Regions from separate parts of the Mus musculus genome. Here all the other regions are linked to region 3. The links are chromatin contacts, called in public Hi-C and HiChIP or PLAC-seq maps. All regions are on one chromosome and are shown on one strand. Each heading gives the region's core, a stretch centred on a gene start, on an enhancer-like site or on the middle of the called end of the contact. The rest is flanking DNA. Distances are from core to core; before and after follow the strand shown.

Region 1 (5,062 bases), core at 304-2,803, 180 kb after region 3:
TATATTCACTCTCTAACTCACCCAAAACCCCAAAATTAGATTATTTTAGTAACAGATAGCACAGGATTTCAGTGCAAATATTTTACTGTTTAAGAAATGAGAACTATATTTTAAATATAATCACAAACTTACCAATATTTAAATCAGCAACAATAATTCCTTAATGCTCTCTAAAGTATAATCAGTATTCCCTAAATGTATTTTTAAAAATATCAGATGTGCCTTCTCTTCCCTTTTTCTTCCTAAAAGTAGGTATAGGCTATATGTTGTGGTTGTGTGTATGAGTGGGTGTTGTGCACATGAATAAACAGGCATGTGTGCATACATGCGCATACGGAGACCAGCAGTTAATACTGGCTCTCCCCTTTAGTCTCTCTCCACTAGTTACACTCTGAGACAGGATCCCTCACTAACCATCTGGACAATAAGCTTCAGGAATACACCTTTCTCCACACCTCCCCTCAGCGTTGGAGTTACAGATTCAGACCTACTACACTCAATTTTATTTGTTTTGATTTTGAGGCAGGGTCTTACTGTGTAGCCCTATCTGGCCTTGAACTCATAGAGATCTGTCTGTCTCTGCGCCCCGAGTATTGCCTGGCCTGAACCCGTGTGCTGGTTGTCCAAACTCATGGCAAGCACTTCACTAACTGAGCCATCTCCCATACTTCATTCTCTTCCCCCTCTTTTGAGACAACTCATTTTGTAGTTCAGGCTATCCTGTAACTCAATGTATAATAAATTAGGCTAGCCTGGAACTTGTAGCTCCCCTCTTGCCTCTGCCTCCTGAGTGCCAGGATTACAGACATGTATCACCTTGTTCAACTTCTATCCTAAACATTGTTGTTGTTTTGCTTGTGAGTTGGTTGTGTTTTTCTTTTCTTTTTTAGAATTTATTAATCACATTGACAGATGAACAAACTAAAATTCAGTTTCTTTTTATTTTTAAAGATTTATTTATTACTGTATCTAAGTACATTTTAGTGGTCTTCAGATGCACCAGAAGGAGTCAGATCTCATTACAGATGGTTGTGAGCCACTATGTGATTGCTGGGATTTGAACTCAGGACCTATGGAAGTGCAGTCAGTGCTCTTAACTGCTGAGCCATCTCTCCAGCCCTTGTTTTGTTTTTCAAGACAGGGTTTCTTTGTGTAGCTCTGACTGTCCTGGAACTAGCTATGTAGAGCAGGCTGGCCTCAAACTCAGAGGATCCTCCTGCCTCTGCATCTATCTCTACCTCTGGAGTGCTGGGATTAAAGGTGTGCACCAACACCGCTGAGCTGAGCTCTCCCTTCAACTTTTACGGACAGTAGCTGGGTTTCTTGTGGTGGTGGTGGATTTTGTTTTGTTTTATATTTATTTTATTACTTTACGGGTATCAGTATTTTTGTCTGCATGGATATATGGGCACTATGTGCCCATGGGGGCCAGAAATAGGCATCAGATTCTCTGGAACTACAGTTCATACATACAGTTGCAAGGTGCCATGTGTCTGTTTTAAGGAACTCACAGAGCTGAAATCCCCTTGCAGTTCCTCTTAGGAACATTTCCTTAAATAAATGTTTAGTCATGGAATACTTTATCACAAATTCAACAATCCCCGCCTGCCGTCACTGAGATAGACCCACACTCTACACAGCAGTAGCAACAAGACTGCAGAGGGTCGTTCCTCAGGGCCTATTACCAAGGCAGCCCCTGAGAACAGAGAGCATGGTCAGGAGATCTTGATGCTAATCTCAAATAACCACTATTTAACTTTACATCCTAACTGAGCAAATTCTCCCCTGTATGCCAATGCAAAGGCTGCAAAGTGAATGAATAGGGTAGTCCAAACAACCTTGAAATTTCCTTCTGCCTTTTTGTTTTGTTTATTTGTTTGTTTTGTGAGACAGGGTTTCTCTGTGTAGCCTTGTCTGTCTTGGAACTTACTCTGTAGACCAGGATGGGCTTGAACTCACAGAGATCCACCTGCCTCTGCTTCCCAAGTGCTGGGATTAAAGGCATGCACCCCACTGCCCACTTCCTTTTTAAGATTCAATGTGTTTGATATTATATTTAACTTTGTTTTAAAAGTCTACCTTCTATATCTTCTATATCTTGTGCTCCCTGTCAACAAATTCAACCACCTGAGGGGGGGATCCCCAAATTAACAGAGCTGTACTTAATATGCAGAGACTGTTTTGCTAGTCCTTGTTTTCTAAACAATACTATGTAACAGCTTTTTAAATAGCATTTACATTGTTACAAGACACCTAGCCCAGACTGAAAGTACATAACAAAGGGCTGGGGGGGGAGCCCTGCTGGCAAAGTGCTTGCCCTGGGTTTGATCTCTAGCTCTGAAGGAAAAAAAAAGGGGGGGGGGAGTTTCCACTCCAGATCCCTGGAAGTGAAAACCAGGAGTCAAATTTCAACATCACCCTGCCCTGCATAGTTTAAAGATAGCCTGGCCTACAAGACTTGGACCAATCCTCTTTTGGTACTGACTGATGGATGCAGAGACAACTGGCTGGTTATACTGTATGTCATGGTGTTATTTGCAAAGATTAAAAACATATCTATTGCAGGAGACATTGTATCATTTGCAATCAAATAACCAAACCCTGTCCATGATGGTGCATGCCTTTGATCCCAGCACTGAGGAGGGAGCGGCCATCAGATCTGTGAGTTCAAAGCTAGCCTGGTCTACAGACTGAGGTCCAGAACAGCTAGGGTTACACACACACACACACACACACACACACACACACACACACTCAAACCTGCCTTGATAAATAAATAAGCAAATAAATAAGCAAACAAAACCAGCCCAATAGCACCCTTAAGTTGCTCATTGGCCTTTCTAAGCTTCACTATCTTAACTGAACTGCAATTCTTTGTTTTGGACAAGATCTTTCCTACAAGACAAACCTTTAAAGAGTCCTCTCTGTGATAAAATTCAGTGTCACCTCTGGAGACTGGTAGGTCCTCAAGCTATGCCTGTTACATAAATAAATGGTGGGGTCCGTAATCTGGGGCTTCATATCATTGTCCCATCTACCTTACAGAGGACCCTGCCCAGCAAAATGAGCCAATGCATGTAAACACACAATTTCTATTTCATAATTAAAATATAAAATATTACTTGCATGTGAAAACATTGCAAGTAGACAGAACCTTGCTGCTAATGTTTGGCAAGGAACGAGTGGTGGGCATTTTTCTTTTCTACTTGTAATTTCATCTCTCTTTGTAAGGTGTGTATCTCTCCATCCCTGTTTACTTTCTCTCCTCTCTCCAGTACCAGGGATCAGACCTAGCACCTAGCTCATGCTAGGAAAGTACTCTACCACTGAGCTATCTACACCAGCCCTCTTTTTACTTTTTTTTTTTTGGATACAAGATCTGAGTTTGAGATCCTCCTACCTCAGCATCCTGAATAGCTGAAGTTAAAGACCTTAAAGACTGGTGCCACAGGGTCTACTTGCTCTTAGGTTCTCTCTCTCTCTCTCTCTCTCTCTCTCTCTCTCTCTCTCTCTCTCTCTCTTTCTCCTCTCCTCTCCTATTCATTCACTACCATTTTTACACTTGTCTCTAACACTCTTTGGGGAAAATTTTGGACTCACAATATTTTTACTTACATTTTTTTTTTTTTTTACAGTGGTTTAATGGAGCAGTTGACATTCAGTAGAAGCTGTCCTTTGGGGACTGGTGGGATTCATAGGTGAAGGTGACTGGCACTCAAGCCTGGTGACCTGAGTTCAATCTCCAGAATCCATATACAGGTGAAAGGCAAGGGCAACATGGTCCTCAGACCTGTGGCCTACACACACACACACACACACACACACACACACACACACACACACACAAATGTAAGATAGGCCTGGTGTTAAGTGACTTGGCCCAATCCTAGTCTAAGGCTTGTGATACTAGGTAGGGTTGGTGTGCAAAGGGCATCTTTGAGGGACTGAAAAGATCTCACGGAACAAAGATGCCTGCTATCAAGTCTGAATGCCTGAGTGTAAGCTGGTCCTCGGATCTCCTCCCCGTTTTATTTGTTAAGATTTATTAATTGTATTATTTACATGTGTGAATGTTTTACCTGCATGTTTGTATATATGTATGGCCATCATATGCATGCCAGGTGTCCGCAGAGGTCAGAAGAGTGTGTCAGATCCCCTAAGACTAGAGGTACAGAGGGTTGTGAACCCAGGCCTCCTCAAGAGCAACAAGTGCTCCTGATTTCTAAGACAACTCTCCAGCCCTCTCCCATTAAAAAAAAAAAATGTAATAAAATTGATAAAGCATCTTTGAGGCCTGGGCAGCACTTGTCTAGCGTGTCCATATAAACTGCTTTTTAAGACTGGGTATGGTGGCATATGCTTTTAATCCCAGCACTTGGGAGGCAGAGGTAGGTGGATTTCTGTGAGTTCCATGACAGCCTGTTCTACAAACTAAGTCCAGTACATTTAGGGATATTACACAGAGAAACCCAGTCTCAAAAAAAAAAAAAAAAAAAAAAAAAAAAAAAAAAACCACCCAAACAACAAAAACAAAACAACTGCCTTTTTTTTTTTTCTTACTTAAGACTTTCAATTGGGCCGGGCGTGGTGGTGCACGCCTTTAATCCCAGCACTCGGGAGGCAGAGGCAGGCGGATTTCTGAGTTCGAGGCCAGCCTGGTCTACAATGTGAGTTCCAGGACAGCCAGGGCTATACAGAGAAACCCTGTCTCGAAAAAAAAAAGACTTTCAATTGACAATAGATTTTTTTGGCAACTAAGTCACTGCCATCTGTAAATAGCTTAGTGCCAATCTTTTTTTATTGGATTTGGGGAATCAATTCAGGCTAGATGTTTGCTAGACAGGCATTCTACCACCAACCCAAACTCTCAGTTCAATAAGCCAGTCAAATTTAAATAAAGCCATTTTCTCACCTTCTCTAAGTTAAAATCAGGCAAGAGGCAGGGTGGCATTGATTATAGGTTTGAGATACATGGAATTCCTGACCTACCGTCAACACTCACAGCTCCTAACAGACAACCCTGATGGGAACTGAATGGGAACAGTTGTTTGAATAGTTCTTT
Region 2 (5,105 bases), core at 82-2,581, 140 kb after region 3:
AGACACCATGAGCAAAGCCACTCTTATTAAGGAAAACATTTACTTGGGGCTGGGTTACAGGCTCAGAGGGTCAGTCCATTATCATCAAAGCTGAAACATGGCAGCACCTAGGCAAGCATGGAGCAGGAGGAGCTGAGAGTTCATCTTGTTTTGAAGACAAAAAGAAGACTGGCTTCCAGGTAGCTAGGATGAGTGCCTTAAAGCCCACACCCACAGTGACACATTTCCTCCACCAAGGCAACATCTCCTAATGATGCTGCTATCTGGGCCAACCACATTCAAACCACCACACATTCACAATGATATTAGTGATTCTACTTATTTAAGGTGTCTGGACTGGGTCACTTTACAGATGTGATGGACTGATGAGACAGCTCAGTGGGCAAAGTGCTTGCTGCTAAGCCTAATGAAGTGAGTTCTCGTCAGGACCCGCTTGGAGGAAGGAAAGAATCCATTCCCACAGGCTGTTCTCTGACCTCCACACAAGCACTGTAGCACGTTTGTGGACAGACACACACACACACACATACACACCAGGACTGGAAGAGATGGGCATGAGAGTGCTTGGGTTCCAGATCAGGAAATGGAAGAGCTCTGGGGACAGTTGACGGTTTTGTAACAACATTGTTCTTAATATCAATAAGTTACACTGGGCGGTGGTGGTGCACGCCTTTAATCCCAGCACTCGGGAGGCAGAGGCAGAGGCAGGCGGATTTCTGAGTTCGAGGCCAGCCTGGTCTACAAAGTAAGTTCCAGGGCAGCCAGGGCTATACAGAGAAACCCTGTCTCAAAAAACATATATATATATATATATGTGTGTGTGTGTGTGTGTGTGTGTGTGTGTGTGTGTGTGTGTGTGTTACATACTTTCAAATAATCAGATCTGAAGTGAGGGGAAGCTAAAGATATGAAAGGGTGTGGTGGGGTGTGCCTTTAATTCCAGCACTTGCAAGGCCAGCCTGGTCTAGTAACAATAGAAACTCTAACAACCAAAGACAACATTCCTCATTTCTCTTTCTCTCTAAGGCTGACAACACTGGTCTGTTTCTTCACATTGGTCTCTTCTAGGTAGCGATTAGTAGATTCATGTAGGGATGTGTGTGTGTGTGTGTGTGTGTGTGTGTGTGTGTCATGTTGTGTTTTAGTTTGCTTTCTACTGCAGTGATAATACCATGACTAAAAGCATCTTGGAGAGGAAAGGACTTATTCAGCTCACCCATGCCAGTCACAGTCCAGCATGAAGTGAAGACAGGGCAGAGACTCATGCCGGAACCTGGAGGGCGATGCTGAGACAGTGGACTTGGAGAAACGCTGCCTACTGGCTAGTTTTCTGAGGCTTATTCTGCTATTTGATAAAACTCAGGATCACTTGCCAGGGGTAGCACCACCCACAGTGGGCTGGGCCCTCCTGAGTCAATAATTCATCAAGAAAATGCCCCACGGGCAAACCTAATGGAAGCAATTCCCTCTTGCTTCCCCTGGCATTGGCATTCCCTCTTTTTAGGTGATTCTGGCTTGTGTCAAGATGTGACAAAAAACAAGCTAACTAACCAGCACACGTATGTATGTATATATGTTTGTGTGTATATATGTGTGTGAGGTGCATGTATACATGTGTGTATATTTGTGTGTTTGCATGTTATGTATATATGAACATGGGAGTGGCTTACTGTTTTTAACATAGACTTTAGTTTTCAGGCATGTTGTACTTTGTCTGACTTCCTTTTAGATCCAGGAACACTCCCGGGCTATACTTCTCATACCTCTTTCTCCATCTATCCTTTAATACTCTGGGGTTGCTTCCGCCTTTCAGCTATCGTGTGCAGTGTGCCTGAGTGTGTGAATGTTCAATGGAAATTATAAGAATCAGTGATCCCTGAGAGTCTAGAAAAATGAAGGAGGTGACCTCTCTCTCTCACTAGTTCTGAGAAATCATTTCTTTTACGGAGTCAGAAATGTAAGAGCAGGAAGTGATTATAAAACCATCATCTCTATTTATTTATAGACCAGGAAGCAGACACCGAGCAACTACACAGGGTAGTTTATAAACTGTGCGGTCTCTTGCACAGAGAGGGGGTGCTGGAAAGGACCCTTCTCCCACGAAAAATTATCTGCATGGCTTATCACACCACATACCTCAAATTCCCTGCAGTAGAAAAAATATATTAATTTAGATGAAGACACTGGCAATACTACCAGGAATCTCCCAGGAAAATATAAATAGCTCTGCAGGAAAGTCACTGCTGACCCACAATCCATTGTCTTGAAAGACTGGTTTTCCACAGAACAAGAAGCTAGAGTAGATGCTGAGGGAACAGAGCTGTACCGGTTTTGGGGGGGGGGGGGCAGGAGATGTGTCGTGTGTAATTCTGAGTGCAGATGCTCCATAGGATATGGCTGCCTCATTCAGGATCCAGGCATCTGGCAGTCACCTGTATCAAATTCGGAGGCTAAAGATGTGAAAGGGTGTGGTGGGGTGTGCCCTTAATTCCAGCACTAGCAAGGCAGAGGCAGATGGATATCTCTGAATTCAAGGCCAGCTTGGTCCATTCTAGGCTAGCTAGAGCTGTATAAGGAGATCTTATCTCAAGAAGGGACAAGAAAGAAAAGAGGCTCAAGAGGTGTGGTGGCACATACCTGTCATCCTAGCATTTGCTCTGCATAGCAAGACTCCATCCTTTGAAGGGGGAGTGGGGCTGGGCGTGCATGCCTTTGAGCCCAGGAGATAGGCAGATCTCTGTGAGTTCAAGGCCAGCCTGGTCTACATAGTAATTTCTAGGGTTACATGTAGACACTCCGTCTCAATAAAGAAGGAGGGGTTGAGAGGAGGGAAAACTTAAGACTCACAAAGTCAACCTAACAGTATATTGTGCTTCATACATGCCTCCCATAAGTGACTTCCTGCTGTGACTCAAGTCTAATTTTGAAGGTTTTTCTCCACCATCTAAGTAAGGCATACTCATGATTTTTTTTTTTTTTAAGCAAAAACTTTCCTTAACAAAGTAAGGAAATCATTTTGTTTCCACAAGTTCAAACTTGCATGCACCTGTGTCCATGGTGGCACTGAAACTGTTCCATCAGTAAAATGCAACTTTCTGGAGCCAAAAAGAAGTCCCTTTTGGCGTAGCACAAACAGTGACAGATTTCTCCGATCAGAAACGAGTCTCCTGCTAAAGCTAATGCTGCCACCATGTTAGCTCGCTCAGTGGCAAGGCTGATCCAGGTGTTTCCACCTCCAGGTCCCCTCGTGGCAGGTTTTCACCTATTTGGGGAACAACAGGAAGTTCTGGAAACAGAGTAAGACCCGACTAAGGGAAGCAATGTGTCTACAAACTGACAACATCCACAATGAACGATAGTATACAATCCCAAAGTCCAAGTAAGACCAGAAACACTCCTGGCTGAGGGATAGCTCACTGGTAGCGTGTACCTCACCAGCAAACTTAGAGCTGACTTCTGCTCCATTCCTGGGGTGAAAGGGGTTGAGGGAAGGGAAGGAAAAGGAAGCAGCACGAAAAAGTAGTTGGGCAATACAACAGGAAATCTACTTTTATGTTTACAGAGAAGTCAAGAAGATATGGGAACTAAGTAATTAAAGCCAGAGATCTGAGTAATTAAGGAGGTTTATAGATATGAGTTATATGTTTATGGAACTAAGAATCACACACTGATGAGAATCCAGAAGAAAATCGGCTTTGCTTCTTATTTGTTGTTTCATATTTTGTTCTGTTTTTTTTTTTTTTTTCAGTTTTTTGAGACAGAGACTCCTGTGTCTCAGCCTAGCCTATTATATAGCCTAGCTCCTAGACCCTAGGACCACTTTGAAATCTTATCCTCCTGCATCTAGTTACCAACTGCTAGGATTGTAGGCATGCACTACTGTGCGGAGCCCTGAAAACAATTCCGTAGGCCCTGCTTATCTAAAGCTTCCACACCCAAAGATCCGATCAACCAAAGATGGAAAGTATCTGGGGGGAGGTGAGAGGCACACACACCTGGAGCAAACACATGTGGACTCTTTTCATTCTTCCTTAAATAGTACCATGCAACAAAGATTTATATAGCCCTTGCATTTACTAGGTAGTTTAAGTCATCTATAAAGTATCTAAAGGAAATGGAAAGATATACATAGATTATATGCAGAGACTATGCCACATTAGTATATAAGCTCTATGGACTTGACTGAATATTCATAGATTTTAGTACTGTGGGGAGGGGGTTGGGAGGTTGGGTCTTGTAATAAATCCTCCTGGAATACAAAGAGTGATGCACTATCTGATAAGCATAATCCAAAGTGACAAAATAAATTGGTAACAATTTATCCTAAACAATAAATCAATAGCTGTAACTCCTAACATTCATCCAGTTCCCTTTGGGGTTGTGCTTAGATTATGTTGCAAGTTAACCAAGTCAACACACCCCAGGAGGCTAGCCTCAAATTGCCTTTAACATCCTCCCCCAGAGGCCTTTAAAACACCGTCTCCCATGACCTAAGAAAACACACCAGACGACGGGCGGTGGTGGCGCACGCCTTTAATCCCAGCACTTGGGAGGCAGAGGCAGGCAGATTTCTGAGTTCTAGGACAGCCTGGTCTACAAAGTGAGTTTCAGGACAGCCAGGGCTATACAGAGAAATCCTGTCTCGAAAAAACAAAACAAGAAAGCACACCAGACATTTGAAGCTAATTAGCCCTCACTGAGAGCCTATCATACAACCTTTTTTTTTTTTTTTAATTAACTAATTTATTTATTTTATGGATACAAGTACACTGTAGCTGTCTTCAGACACACCAGAAGAGGGCATCAGATCCCATTACAGATGTTTGTAAGCCACCGCGTGGTTGCTGGGAATTGAACTCAGGACCTTCAGAAGAGCAGCCAGTGCTCTTAACCGCTGAGCTATCTCTTTTTATAGATCCTACACTGAGCCAATATGCAAAAAAAAAAAAAAAAAAAAAAAAAAAACTTGGCTGGGATTGTTAGATACTATGGAAGTGCCTTTCTCTAGCCTTACAAACTCCATTTTGTCTTTCTGTTACACACACCACACACATGCACACACGCACACACGCACACACGCACACACGCACACACGCACACACACG
Region 3 (4,946 bases), core at 1,016-3,515:
TCTGCGGACCAATAATAATCTTAGAAAAAAAATTAAAGGGCCAGGTAACACACATGTCCAGCTTGAGGGTAACCCTGGATTCAGCCTCTGAGAATGCCAAAACGTATGTGCATGTGTGTGTGTGCACACATACATAATTTCATTTTTAAGTTTTAAATAGGAGTCTGAAAGACATGGTAGCAAATACCTATGACCCCAGCACATAGGAAATGAAGGCAACAAGATCAAGTGTTAGATGGCAGCTGGGCTACATTCTGTCTCAAAGGATGGGGACACACACACACACACACACACACCACAGGATATAATGATGTAAACATGTAATCCCAGCACTAGGAGATAGAGGCTGAAGGACCAGAAGTTAAAGATTGTCTTTGGCCATCGGGTAAGGTTGAAGTCAGCCTGGACTACAAGAGGCTCTGTTTGTGTTTATTTTCTCTTTTAAAGCCCCTCAAAATTCATAAACAATAAATAAATAGAATTGAGGAGCCTGTCTGTCTCTCCCCGATTAAGAACACATAGAAACAGCCATCTATGAGGAATAAGCCATCACCATGATCGAATCTTCTGATACTTTGCCCTTGGATGTCTTTGTCTTCGTTGCCTTAAATTCTGTTGTTTACCAACTTATTATTTAAAAAAACAACAACAACAAAAACCTATCACAACATAAAGGAGTGTAACCGTTGGTATCAGGACCTCCAAAACCAGTGATGTCACGTAATCAGGGCCTGCAGGCCTGATGCCAAGACAACAGCCACCATATTCCCAGAATCCACTTGGCTCACCTCCCACCTTTACCTGTGTTACATCATCACTCATATATAAAGAAAGGCCCCCGATTGCTCGCTCTCTCTCTTTTTCTCTCTCTCTCTCTCTTTCTCCCCCCCCCCCTCTCCCCCCTTCTCTTTCCGCCACCACCTTGCCCCTCTTTCTCCCAATAAACCTCATGTAGAACTGTTTGGCCTGGTGTCATCCTTCTGAAGCCGCGAGGCATTCAAGATCATAACAGCAACAGTCTTACTACCTTCATTTATCTAAAGTCTCTGCGCTTTAGTATAAAATCTTTCCCGAAACAAATGAACAAAAAAACCTCTATCATGTCTCCTCTTCTCCCACACAATAACCCAACACTCTCCGTGCTGCTCTGCCCAAGATAAGTGGCAACTGCATTAACGATTGGCCCAGCGAGACATGACTGCTGGCGGAGTTGTGGCACACACACCACTGGAGTAAACAACTACTTCCTGGTTGGATTTGAGTCCCACTCCACAAGATGAAGCCCTTACCTGACACCATTATTAGGCCAAGAATGGTGCTTAGACGGGTCATAGGCCCTAAGGGAGAACTACTGCAATCATGCTGCTAAGTGGGCACAGTACTAAATTGAATCCCATTGACTTATCCCATAGATCAACCCTCATCTGAGAAACTTCTATTTGCAATAGATGATAATTAATACAATGACTCACACCTAACTAGAGTGCACAGAATATGAAAGTGCAGAATGTTTAGTTGTAAAGGAAATATATGAGTGTGTGTGTGTGTGTGTGTGTGTGTGTGTGTGTGTACGTGTGTGTTAAGAACCTTCTGGACACAGCAGACAGCTGCACAAATGCACTCACAGTGCTGGTTGTGACTGTACACACAAAACCCATGCAAGCCCAAGCCAGACCAAATCCTAGTACAGAGATGGGAACTGGGCATCCAACCCACCCCAAGCCACGAAGCCACTGGTAATTGTTATCCACTGGGAGGAGGAGAGATGGTTGTCTCTAAGAGCATAGATCTTGGTAAGTCAGCCACACCCCAGTGGAAGATCATATTTCAAGAATATCTCGGGCAGCACAAATTGGTCCTTATGGCTTGTCCTTTTTTTTTAAGGACACAAAACTGAGTAGATAGCAAAGGACGGTGGGACAGGGGAATGACTATGATCAAAACACATTGTTATGAAACTCAAAAATCTCAAAGCACTAATAAAAATTTAATTAAAAAGTAGTGGCTAATTTGCCTAAATTTTCATCATCATTATTATTGAAGTATAATAAACAAGATCCACAATAAAGCAGGGCTTGGGGGTTGCACTGTGGTGTCAGAACTGAGAGAAACGGGGCTGAGAACTCTCCCTGTGAAATGTTATAAACAACAAAAGAAGTAGGGTGAGTTACCTTTGGATGACCACAGTTACAGCAGAGGCAGAGCAGCAGTTTGACTTAACACCCTTACCAGAGGGAAGCCCCGGGGAGGATCCTAACTCAAGCTCTTCTGGGAAGAAAGTCCCTGAAAGAATGTCACACAGAGTTAAAGCTTGACCCGCAGTTTCCGTCCCAACTGCTGACTTCCTCAGTTTTAGAGTCTCCTTGTGGCAGATGTCACAGCGGATCACAAAGACTGTTGAATGTGCTTAAATAATTTGCTGTCTAGCAAAACGAACCACGGGGGACGGAGCTGTTTCCCTGTAGGAGGTACCCTCTCTCAGAGCTTAGGGATCCTTCCAACCTGTGCACCGTATCCTGGTCACTAAGTGCCTTACCCTTGCATAGGGAGCAAAGACTCTCTCACTTTGGGCTCCTGGAAAGGTTAGGCTGTCCTTTGAGTTCCAGTTCAGCCTGTGCAGAGACATAGCGGCCTTTGGGGCCCATGGACAGCTTTTCTAAGCATCCTTTCTAAACTTCCATGAGCTCCTGACCCTTAGGATCTTAGGGGCCATAGTTTTCAGAAAATGAAATCTGGATTAAAATACATTCATTTGCACTTGGTTTCTCAGACCTTAGAGACCAGTCTCAGGACATTGCACTTTACAGAAGGTTTTTCTCTTTTTCTCTGCTCGTCCTTTAAGTGGCAGAAGGGAGTTAAGACAGGATCTTTCTTCTCTAGAGATATCTGACCTACAACCCTACAGCCTCCCTCTTCAGTTCCCATGCAGATGGGTCCCAGTTAAACTTCTGCTTTTAGAGGCTGGCATGGTGGGGACAATTTGCAGCCAGGACCTGGAGGGCTGAGGTGGGAAGATTATGAGGTTTTGGCCAACTCGGGCTACATAGCGAGATCTTGGCCATAAAATAAAATAAAATAAAATAAAATAAAATAAAATAGGCACCTGCTGAGACAAAAGAAATTCTAGCATTTCCAAAAAAACAACCAAACTACAAGAAAAACAATCAAACAATAACATCAACCACAAAAACCCAAAAATCTATAAACTGAGAAACCATTTAAAATGTCCTCAGCTAGAGTAGCCGTGTTCACATTGAATATGTAAAAAGTTGGTGTATTTTAATTTTCCACAAGAAGCTGATGGGACTGTATGCCCATATTCAGTTTAGCCCAATGGAAAGCCAACACAGCCAGCCTTCACACCTGAAAGGAATTGTTTCTATGAACTAACTCTTATGGCCACGTTTTACAGTATAAAACGAAGTGGTATTTGCATATAAGATATATACAGCCTCCTCTAAACTTCAAATCATCCCAATATGCCTTTTGATAGTGAACGTGATGTAAAGACAATTGCTGCCCTGTTGTGTTGAGGGAATAAAGACACACACAAAAAGTCTGGGTGTGTTCCGAACAGACAACTTTGTTTCCCTGCATCTTTTTTATCAGTAGGTGGTGGAATCTCTCGATGCCCACAGGTTAGAAGGCTAACTGTACGAGTCACATATGCTTGTGATTTTAAATTTGCTGGTAGCCACATTAAAAGTAAAAAGTAACAGATGAAATCAATTTTAGAAACATATTTTATTTACCCAACATAACATAAACATCGTCATTTGAACATACAGTGAATGTTTAAAAGTTATTAGTGAGCAGTTTCCAGTTTCTTTTTTTAAAATAGATTTATTATTAGATTCTCTCTCTCTCTCTCTCTCTCTCTCTCTGTGTGTGTGTGTGTGTGTGTGTGTATGCATGTTTTGTTTGCATCTGTGTCTGTGTCTATGTGTGGAGCTGTGAGCATGAGTACCAGTGATTGTAAAGTCCAGAAGAAGGCATCAGCTCCCCTGGAGCTTGAGATATACGCGGTTGTGAGCTGCCTGTCGTAGTTTTGAGAACTAAACCTTGGTCTATCCAAGAACAGTACAGTGCTATTAACTGCTGAGCCATTTCTCCAGATCGCCACATCATTTTTGTGCTAAGTCTCTGGACTCTTGCAAGCTTGTTAGAATAACAGTGCATCTCAGTTTGGGTAAAGCATTCCTCATGTGCATAGAAGTGGGTCATGATGGAAGGCAACAATCTAGCTATCACAGGACAGCTGGAAGATTCCCTTAAAGAACACCGTTCTTGCCTGCTCCTTCAACGTTCGCTTTCCTGAAGACCTGTCGTCGCTGGCTTCGTCCTAGAAAGCTGTATAGACATTCCTATGAATCATGAATTTGTGATGCCCTTTCCTTCTCTTTAAATCATTCCATAAAAATATACCATTTCTCACATGAAAGCCCGTCAGCATTAACATACACTTTCTTTGAAATCTAAGAAAGGGGTTTTGAAAAAGAGAAATTGAAGAAAGCCTGAGGGTTGAATTGGTGAGCGATGTTCCTGTAACCTTGGTCCCTGCAGGACCCACTGAAAGCTAGTCCCATAAACTCGTAACACTTTGACTTCTCAAAGTAAATGTGTCACTAAACATCCTGTGCAGACTCAGCCCAGTTGTTCAGTAACGTTTGAAAGCCAAACGCTACACCACACTAAACCAGCCCACTCCGTTGAGAAAGCCAGAGAAGCAGGAAACCCATGGCCCTTAAGGTGTAAGGCAGGGACTGCTTGCCTGGCACAGTTCCGGGTAAACCTCTTCTTCTTGCTCCATCCTCTGCAGAGAGCAAGGGGGTCCAGCTTGGTTGAAACTTGGCCCCTACCCAGTAAACTCGCCAGCCTCGAGGATGGACCCATACTTGCTGGAGCCTCTCTGCTAGGGGTCATGGAGGCCACACGTCCGAGCCCTG

What was found. A called contact is a pair of places that touch in the nucleus more often than the background predicts. HiChIP or PLAC-seq counts read pairs in DNA pulled down with a chosen protein or histone mark.
Region 1: a contact with region 3 is called in an H3K4me3 HiChIP or PLAC-seq map of bone marrow-derived macrophages, with 3 times the contacts expected there. The contact joins two enhancer-like sites. A contact is called at or near these places in 12 of 39 promoter capture datasets (the 3T3-L1 cell line, 3T3-L1-derived adipocytes, the C10 cell line and 8 more), 2 of 484 Hi-C or Micro-C datasets (bone marrow-derived macrophages and nephron progenitors), 8 of 115 datasets of contacts at active chromatin or transcription factors (bone marrow-derived dendritic cells, bone marrow-derived macrophages, embryonic forebrain and 4 more) and 2 of 9 other capture datasets (liver and pancreatic islet).
Region 2: a Hi-C map of bone marrow-derived macrophages shows a contact between it and region 3, with 41 read pairs. The contact joins two enhancer-like sites. A contact is called at or near these places in 2 of 484 Hi-C or Micro-C datasets (bone marrow-derived macrophages and nephron progenitors) and 3 of 115 datasets of contacts at active chromatin or transcription factors (bone marrow-derived dendritic cells, bone marrow-derived macrophages and pancreatic cancer cells).

Annotation. Positions count from the first base shown.
Region 1 is chr13:37,771,353-37,776,414 of GRCm38.p6, forward strand. No RefSeq gene overlaps it. Among named protein-coding and RNA genes, the nearest start is that of Gm31600, 12 kb to the left of the region's middle. Within about 2 kb of position 1,554, at least 10 of the 459 cell types and tissues checked have an H3K27ac peak or open chromatin away from gene starts, as enhancers often do. A contact at or near this core is called in bone marrow-derived macrophages, where this site is marked.
Region 2 is chr13:37,738,935-37,744,039 of GRCm38.p6, forward strand. No RefSeq gene overlaps it. Among named protein-coding and RNA genes, the nearest start is that of Gm40918, 6.7 kb to the left of the region's middle. Within about 2 kb of position 1,332, at least 27 of the 459 cell types and tissues checked have an H3K27ac peak or open chromatin away from gene starts, as enhancers often do. A contact at or near this core is called in bone marrow-derived macrophages, where this site is marked.
Region 3 is chr13:37,593,071-37,598,016 of GRCm38.p6, forward strand. No RefSeq gene overlaps it. Among named protein-coding and RNA genes, the nearest start is that of Gm47754, 14 kb to the left of the region's middle. Within about 2 kb of position 2,266, at least 51 of the 459 cell types and tissues checked have an H3K27ac peak or open chromatin away from gene starts, as enhancers often do. A contact at or near this core is called in bone marrow-derived macrophages, where this site is marked.